Regions from separate parts of the Mus musculus genome. Here region 2 is linked to region 1. A link is a contact called in public promoter capture Hi-C data. All regions are on one chromosome and are shown on one strand. Each heading gives the region's core, a stretch centred on a gene start, on an enhancer-like site or on the middle of the called end of the contact. The rest is flanking DNA. Distances are from core to core; before and after follow the strand shown. Region 1 has its middle 23 kb from the start of Gm46259. Region 2 overlaps Adamts2 (a disintegrin-like and metallopeptidase (reprolysin type) with thrombospondin type 1 motif, 2).

Evidence for each region. Promoter capture Hi-C pulls out the DNA fragments that hold promoters and counts their contacts.
Region 2: a contact with region 1 is called in a promoter capture Hi-C map of hippocampal neurons, with 2.5 times the contacts expected there. The contact joins two enhancer-like sites. A contact is called at or near these places in 11 of 39 promoter capture datasets (the 3T3-L1 cell line, 3T3-L1-derived adipocytes, cranial neural crest and 7 more) and 1 of 115 datasets of contacts at active chromatin or transcription factors (fibro-adipogenic progenitors).

What each region holds. Positions count from the first base shown.
Region 1 is chr11:50,568,833-50,573,018 of GRCm38.p6, forward strand. No RefSeq gene overlaps it. Among named protein-coding and RNA genes, the nearest start is that of Gm46259, 23 kb to the left of the region's middle. Within about 2 kb of position 2,824, at least 20 of the 459 cell types and tissues checked have an H3K27ac peak or open chromatin away from gene starts, as enhancers often do. A contact at or near this core is called in hippocampal neurons, where this site is marked.
Region 2 is chr11:50,715,859-50,719,719 of GRCm38.p6, forward strand. All of the region lies in intron 3 of Adamts2 (a disintegrin-like and metallopeptidase (reprolysin type) with thrombospondin type 1 motif, 2), which reads left to right. Among named protein-coding and RNA genes, the nearest start is that of Gm39819, 20 kb to the left of the region's middle. Within about 2 kb of position 1,708, at least 30 of the 459 cell types and tissues checked have an H3K27ac peak or open chromatin away from gene starts, as enhancers often do. A contact at or near this core is called in hippocampal neurons, where this site is marked.

The DNA of each region.
Region 1 (4,186 bases), core at 1,574-4,073:
TGAGTTTCTTATATACTCTAGATATTAATCCTCTTTCAGATACATAACTAGAAAGACTATCAGAATAGGAGTAGCACTCCCTCAGTTACTTGCTCTCTCTGCCACGTAGAAACCTTCTAACTTCATACAATTTAATTTGTCGATTACTGGTTTTATTCCTAAACCACCAGCGAGTCCACCCCTGTGTGCCTATGTCTAGAAGGTTTGCCATGTTTTCTTCTCTTTGATCCATTTAGAGCTGATTTCTTTCAGGATGAGACAGGGATCTAGTTTATAGCGTTCTTCTATAGCGGATATCCAGTGTCCCCTGCATCAAATAGTGTCTTTTCTCCAGTGTATATTTTTGGCATCTTTGTTAGGAATCACATAGCTTCAGATGTGTGGGCTTACATGGGGGTCTTTTATTCTATCCGTTGATCTGTGCATCCACGTTGGAGCCAGAACCATGCTGGTTTTGTTATTATGGCTCTGCAGTATAACCTGAATTCCGGTGCGCTGCTAACCTCAGCACTGCTCCTTTTGCTCAGTGTTGCTTTGTCCACTGGGGGTCTTTTGTGCTTTTATAGGAATTTTAGGATTAGTGTTTATATTCCTGTGAAGACTATCATTGGGGTTGTGGTGGGGGCTGCACTGGATCTGCAGAGCGTGTTTAGTAAGGCAACCAGTTTTACAATATTGATTCTGTCTAGTCTGCACCTGTCCTTCTTCTCCCATCTTCTTCGATTTCTTTCTGTGGTGTTTTGAAATGTTCACTGAAAGTTTTTTTTTTCCTTCCTTGACTAGAGATATTCCAATGTTTTTGTTTTAAAAAATATTGCAAATGGTATTTTCAACATCTCTGATTTCTTGAGCTTTTGCTCATAAGGAAGGAACTCTATGGCTTATCTGCTTCTTAAAGACCCTACCCTTTAGTCACATTGGACATTCAGTCAACACTTGGGGAAAAAACCCTTCAAGACCCATGATTCACATCTCTCTTTAATGCAAACAATGTTCATTCCATCTTAAAGTTCCCTGAAACTCAATCCAACAACAATTCAAAGGTCCAAACTTCAGTCTTACCTAAATAGTTGGGTGAGAGATGCTGGGAGCCCCCTATGGAGAGGAATTCCTTTCAGCTGTTAGCCTGTTGGGAACTGAGCTGTAGCTGTACCCTGGATCAGTTTGTGAAGTCTCTCCTCAATCAGCCCTTGAGACCTATCCCAGGCCAGAGGATGTTTCGCAGCGTCTTCTTCAGGAAGAGGTGCCATCTAAGCCTTCAAAAAAGCACTGGGGAAGAACGCTAAAAATCTTGATTAGTCTCCTGTAAGCCACACACCTAGCCCTACAGCAGTGGTGGTGGTGGTGGTGATGGGCTGATGTGTATGTTCACTTCTTCCAAGGTTAGATGGGCAAGAAGGAGAAGGGGCAGAGAGACAGACAGATCCAGGATTGCAAGTGAGCTCACCCACTCTACCCCTGGGTACTGGCTCCCCTTCTTATGGGGAAGAAAGCTACTGATCTCATAAGTGCAGACACACGAGCATCCCAGACTCTTGATACCAATGCTAACATTTGGTACCAATGGCCCATGCACCTGCGGTAGACCATGTCCTGGGTCAGAGGACATTTAAAATGATAACCCTGAGAAGATACGATATGACATGGGTCATTCCCACAGGTACATATGTCTGTCCCAAGTATCTATATAGAGAAACTAAGGATCCAACATTTTAAAAGACTGACAAGTTATCAGCATGGGAAGTCTGCCCAAATCCAAGACCTGGTGGTCTCTTGCCTTCACAACATTGCTGACTAGAGACAAGGCCAACCAGGAAAAGAGGCTCTTAGAAAGGAAACAGTGGTGCACACAAGAAAATGGAAAATACATAAGGCAGATGAAATGGGCTGGTAGGTTCTACAAGGAAAGCTGAGAGAAAACAGGGAAGGAACCACAGGAACTTTCAGTAAGTTAACAGTAGAGAAGGAGATAGCATAAGCCTCAACAGACAGACCCATCAACGGTGGTAACTAGGAACACAGACATACAGATGAGCAGGCTGGCGAGCCTGGGGCTGGCACCCAGCCTGCAGTTTCTATCTTCTTGTCTCCTCTACCCCAGGGGCTCTGGCTGGTAGTCCTACCTCAGCCAAGCTCAAGTGGAAGATTCAAGGCCAGTCAGGCTCTGTGGCATTGGAATTGGGCATGCAAACACATGGACTGATGTCCTGGGGCAGCTGAGACAGACTAGACATGGAGAGGCTGTGTTCCCTCAGCAGCAAGGGGCCTTAGTCTCCTCTTTGGAAGAGTCTGTGGGTTAGGGAGGATGGTGCTTTCTGGAAGCTTCTCTGTAAAGCATCCAGCATGTGCACCTGTTTCCAGAGCTTTGTCAAATTCCAACTGTTCTCACTGTCCTGGTAGGGGGTGTCTCCCTTGCAGCCTGTTCTGGCCAGAGGATAACTGTTTCCCCCCCCCCCCCACACACACACACACACACACTGCCCCAGAAGAGCACCAGCACTATGACGGGTGGGAGTGAGTGACAGAGGCTAAGAGGATAAGGAATTCATGATGGTTCTTTGACAACTCTGACCAGGACATCTTTCTTAGATTCCTCTAGCAGGGGTCTATTTCTGGCCCAGAGGTGAGTCTGCAGGAGTTTGAAATCTACCCAGCCTATTCCAGCCTGAGCAGAGGCTGCAGGCTCAGTGGTTTCTGAGCTGGGCCGAGCTGGGCCCTGGTGTCTGGGAGCAGGATCTTCTCAGGAGCTTGCAGACAAGGGGATGTGCGTGTTGTTGCTGGGATACGGTCGAGCCCAGGGAAGCTCGGCCCAGCTGCTCACTGGCAATGGCATTGATTTTTACCAAAGGGTTGTGCTGTCTCAGTGGCTTTGAGGTGCCTGTGCTTGGCAGGCCTTGGGCCTGCAAGCTAGGGCTGGCTACTAGGAGTCCTGAGACCCCAGCAGGGAGCTGAGCATTGAAGGAGGTCGGGGAAGCCTTTTGGGGATTGCAGTCTTTGAAGGAGAACCCCTCTCTGGCCATGAGTCTCTTGTGCATTGTTTTCTCTGTGCCAGGCATCACTGTGGCATGATCAATCCCCACCCTCCAAAGCCCACCTTCCAGGGAAGAGGCCGAGGAAGCTGAGGCTCTGTACTTTACAGCAATGGTTCAACCTTCCTAATGCTGAGACCCTTTAATACAGTTCCTCATGTTGTGGTGACCCCCGACCATAAAATCATTTTCATTGCTATTTCATAACTGTAATCTTGCTACTGTTATTAATTGTAATATAAATATCCGATATGCAGGATATCTGATATGTGACCCCCGTGGAAGGGTCATTTAATTCCCAAAGAGGTCACGACTCACAGGTTGAGAAACATTGCCTTGAGTGGAAACAACCGATTATCTATTTTAGAACGATTTTGAAGTTAGGAGTTTGAAGGTTCCAAGAAAGGAATGATAGGTGCTTCAGAAGGCAGAGAGGTTAATTACAAACGTTCATTACACATCACAGGAACTATCCTGCTGCACCTCATCCTACTGCACCCCATCCCGCTGCACCCCATCCTGCTGCACCCCATCCCGCTGCAACCCAGAACTGTGTACAATTACCACATGTCCATTAGAAGAAGACAGAAAGCAGGGCACGGTGGGGCATGACTTTAATTCCAGCACTCGGGGAGGATGGACACTGAGTTTAAGGTCAGCCTTGGCTGGGGCTACACGAGACCCAATCTCAGAACAAACCGGAATGAAGCAGGGGATAGGAAGGTCAGAAGGTCAGCTGATGATTAGATTGGGTGACCTCACCCAATGGCCTTCACCTCTCCCAGTCTTTTCTCCTCTGTAATATGAGGGTGATGAAAATTATTCAGAGGACTGTTGAAAGAAGGAAATGGAAGCAAGGATGGGTCGTTTGAGATAGCACTCCATCCATAGTAAGCGCATGAGAAGTGCTAGGAACTCTTTCCGTGAAAGGCATGGGCTGAGCTCATCAAGAGGTGATTAAGATACAGTGGTGTCATGTTGTCATGTGGGTGGGTGGGTGTCCTGGGCTTTTCTATGTCCCCAGGTTCCTGAATAATCACATGGAGGCTTATTTATTTATAAATTAATTCCTAGGCCTTACACATTGGCTTGGTTTCCAACTAGCTCATAACTCAATTAACCCATTTCTATTATTCTATGTCTTCTACATGGCTGGT
Region 2 (3,861 bases), core at 458-2,957, 150 kb after region 1:
ACGTGGCCATTCTTTGGCCTTCCCTTCTGCCTTCTATGGTCAGTCTCACCGTCCTCACCACCTAGGGTTGCCCAGAGCTTTTATTCTTTTGGGGCCTACATTACAGATTCCTTTTTCCTCAGCCAGGCTGACCTGGGGAAGGTTAGAAAGAGAGCACCTTAGCCCTCATCTTGCCTCTATCTGAGCCACTCCCCAATAGGGTACCAGTCTCTATCCTGGGGTCTGATAAAACATTCTTGAGACAAATTCGAGTCATCATGGCCCAGGAACATGGAGCTAGGTCACCCCACTTTCCATGGTCCAACATGGGAGCAGTTTTTGTAGCAACAGAACAATAAAAGTTATAAATCAAGGCATTTTAAAATACACTGGTGGTGGACAGTACTGGGGGGGGGTGAGGAATCTCTACTATAGCATCTTTAGCGCTTCTGTTAGCAAATGGTGTTTTGTGAAGTTAATGTGTTCCAAGGGTTTTTATCTGTCTATCAGGATGTTAGGTTTGACACAAAGGTGGGCAAGGAATGTCTTTTTAAAGGGCTAAAGATAGCCAGCGAGAAATTACAACTGCACTACCAGATCAGCAATGGTCCAAACTCTTCACAGACATTGGCATTTTATTAGTCAATGTATGAAGACAGCTTCCTTTCAGGGATTCTTAATTTTGTGGCTGACTCACTCTGCGGTCCTACAATATCTGAGAGAATACGGTCTGATCCACACTGGCCTACTGGTGTCCCTGTCCCATTTAAATTTCAGGCCAGTGTTTAAAATTAGAGACAGAGGGCCAGGGCGCTGGCTTGGTGGGTAAGGTGTCTGCCTCTGAGGATATGAGTTCATATCTCTAGATCCGCATAAAGTCTAGGTGCAGTGACTCCTGCCTGTAACCCCATCCTGGGATTGGGGGTGAGTGACTGAGACAGGAGAATCCTGGGGGCTTCTTGGAAACCAACCTGGCTAAATAGGGAGCTCTGTGTTCAGTGAGAGACCCTGCCTCAGAAACTAGGGTGAGGAGGAGCAATAAAGGAAGACACCTGCCATGGGCAAGCACACCTGTATACACACAGGGGCATACATAAACATACAGAAACACATGTGCAAGCATGCAGGTGCACACACCTCGGCAAAATACATTTTTAAAAATTCATAGGTATTTGGTGGGTATGGTGACTCAAACCTGTAATCCCAGTTGAGAGCTAGAGACAAGTTCCAATTTTGATTACACAGGAATTCAAGGCCAGCCAGCACTACATGAAACTTGGACCGGGAGGGGGGAGGAGGGAGAGAAAGAGAGAGAGAGAGAGAGAGAGACTAGCACAAAACCAGGCTCTCAACCTCCTTGCACATTAAGAAGGCCCAGCATCAGGGATGGCTTCCTGTCAGTCACTGCTATCCCGGTTGGCTGGAGGCAGCCTGCCCCAGAGCACATACACACTCATATCCCCTTGCCCAGAGGCCACGCTCCCACTTGGCTTTTCCTATGGGAGCAAAATATTTTCCAGGAACAAAAAAACAAAAGATAAGCCAAGAGGAGTGCCTGTCTTAAGGCAGAGAAGAGAGTGTATTTCTTCCTGGAAATGCAGAGGGTAGGCTTAGGATGTAAACAGTGCGTCTGGCTCAGTGAGAGACTTTTAGAAGTATACTCACTCTCTTGCTTCTGCAGACAGAGTCCCAGCAGCTGGCTCCGCAGGGACTCCAGTGGTCTGGGAGGCCTGAGTGAGAGCTGCATTTGACTTGGGGCCTGGAGCCAAAGACGGGTGGCCCCTGTGTGACTATCAGTGTGTCAGGAGCCATGGCAACCACTCTCAGTGACAACAGACACCCACTGTACGGCCACAGTGAGCCACAGAGCCCACCCTATCTTGCTAAGCCTCATGGCCACCTCTTCTGCAAAGGCTGATCAGGGAAGAGACACACATTTCTTTCCGATGTGCGCAACTGGCTGCTCTTTCAAGAGAGAGGAACGCCCACAGATGCTTCCATTCCCACAGCCTCGTTCCGCCCTCTCCAGCCTCTGCTCAGGCGCAGCGTTTGGATAACCGTAGTTTTCCATCGAACCAACAGATCTTGGCGGCTCAGTTTCTTCATTTCTCACCAAATTCCATGTAGTTGCCTGGAAACCTGGAGAAGGGTCAGAGGTTGCTTAAGTTCTCCAGGAACTCACCTTAGGGAGCATGAGTGGGAGCGTGCGCGCGCACATGTGTGTGTGTGTGTGTATGCACGCGCAAGTGTGTATGTACATGTGTGGGCTAGAATGAGTGTGTTATTGTGTATGTCCATGTGTGATAGTATGTATAGTCAATGAATGTTTGGATGTGTATATGTGTGAGGACGGCCGTGTCATGTTTGTGGCTGTGGAGGTATGGCTGATTCTCTGTGAGTGGGTGTATGAAACTGCAATCAGCGTAGCAATTGCATGTGGGCGTGAGTGTGGGGTGATGTGTAGTGGTCACATGACTGTGACCGGAAGACTGTGATACTGCACAGGGTCTGTAGCAGAAGTCACAGCAATACGTGGAAAGTGAGCAAAGAGAGATAAGACAGAAGTGGAGGTTTGGGGATGCTATGGTGGCTTGTCTTAGAACCAGAAGCAGGTAGATAGGAACTGCCCTAAACATAAGGTCCATCCTGGAAGGAACAGGGTTCCTGCACAGCAAGTGGCGGCTAAGTCTTGGGCTCTGGGGTGGATGCTCCCTGCTCCAGGGTGGATTTAGGGGACAGCATGTGTGGAGGACAGGGACTGCTGCTGAGTCCTGTAAGGTCTCTTGTGTTTTAGTGAAGGTCAGAGCAGGCACCCTGCCTTGTGCCCCCTCCCCCACTCCCATCCCATGCCCAGACCTCTTTACTCACCGGCATCATCTCCCACTGACCTGGCCTGCTGCTCCCTGGCACGGCCACATCTGCTTTTAAGCAGAAAAAGGAAATGAATGATCGTGATTTGGGGAGACCTTGCCTAACTGCGCCTGTCCTCTGCAGCCTTGGGCTGGAGAAGTGGGCTTGGTAATCTTCAGCTAGAGAGGTGACTGCTCTCTCCACCCCTTGCCCCTGACTCTCAGGGCAGGGCTAGGATCTGAATTTGCAGCACGAATGCCCCCCTGGACCTCCCACTCCCTCCCTGTTTGTTAGGAAAAGCCCTCCCAGGCTGCCGGACTGATCAGATTCGCTGGACTCAGCTCTGGCTCCAATTTCTGATTTCCTTCCCTCTCTAAACAGGAGTATCAAATTAAGCTTGGTCAAGACTGTGAGCTGACAGCAGGCTCAGTGCCGCCAGCATCACAGCTGCGCCTCCAGGGTCTGCGGGAGTAGTAGAGCCCCTATTCACCTCCTCCACCACTGCCCTGGTCTTTCTCAGGTAGGAGGCAGCATTAAAGAAGGGCTGGTGGGACCCACAATGGTGTGGAAAAGCCACCACCCTTGGGGGCCTAGGTACCAAATATGCACAGGAAGACAAATGGGGTGGATTCAGAACCTAGGGGACTGAATGACTCTGGGGAAGGTCTTGAGATGTACCTCAGGGGCCTCAAGAGCTAGCAGCCTGTCTGCACTTGAAACTCACCTGTGGGAGGAGGCAGGCCCTGGGGAGGATGCACAAAGCCAGGCTCAAATGTCTGCTGCCTCTGGAAGATAGGGGAGAGGCCAAACAGACAGAAAGAAGGACCTTGCTTGGTCCCACATGGAGCTTGCACCAAGACATAGTTTGGAAAGAGACTGTCAGTGCCTGGCACTTTCTGGGAGAGAGGGTGGGATGCTACCGGCTTACAGTCTTAGTGTCTTGGCTGAGCAGGATGTAGGAAGGGGCCAGGAGAATGGCAAGCTGCCCGTGGTCTCTATGTGGGGCTCCTCAGGACAGACCCAAGGAACCTG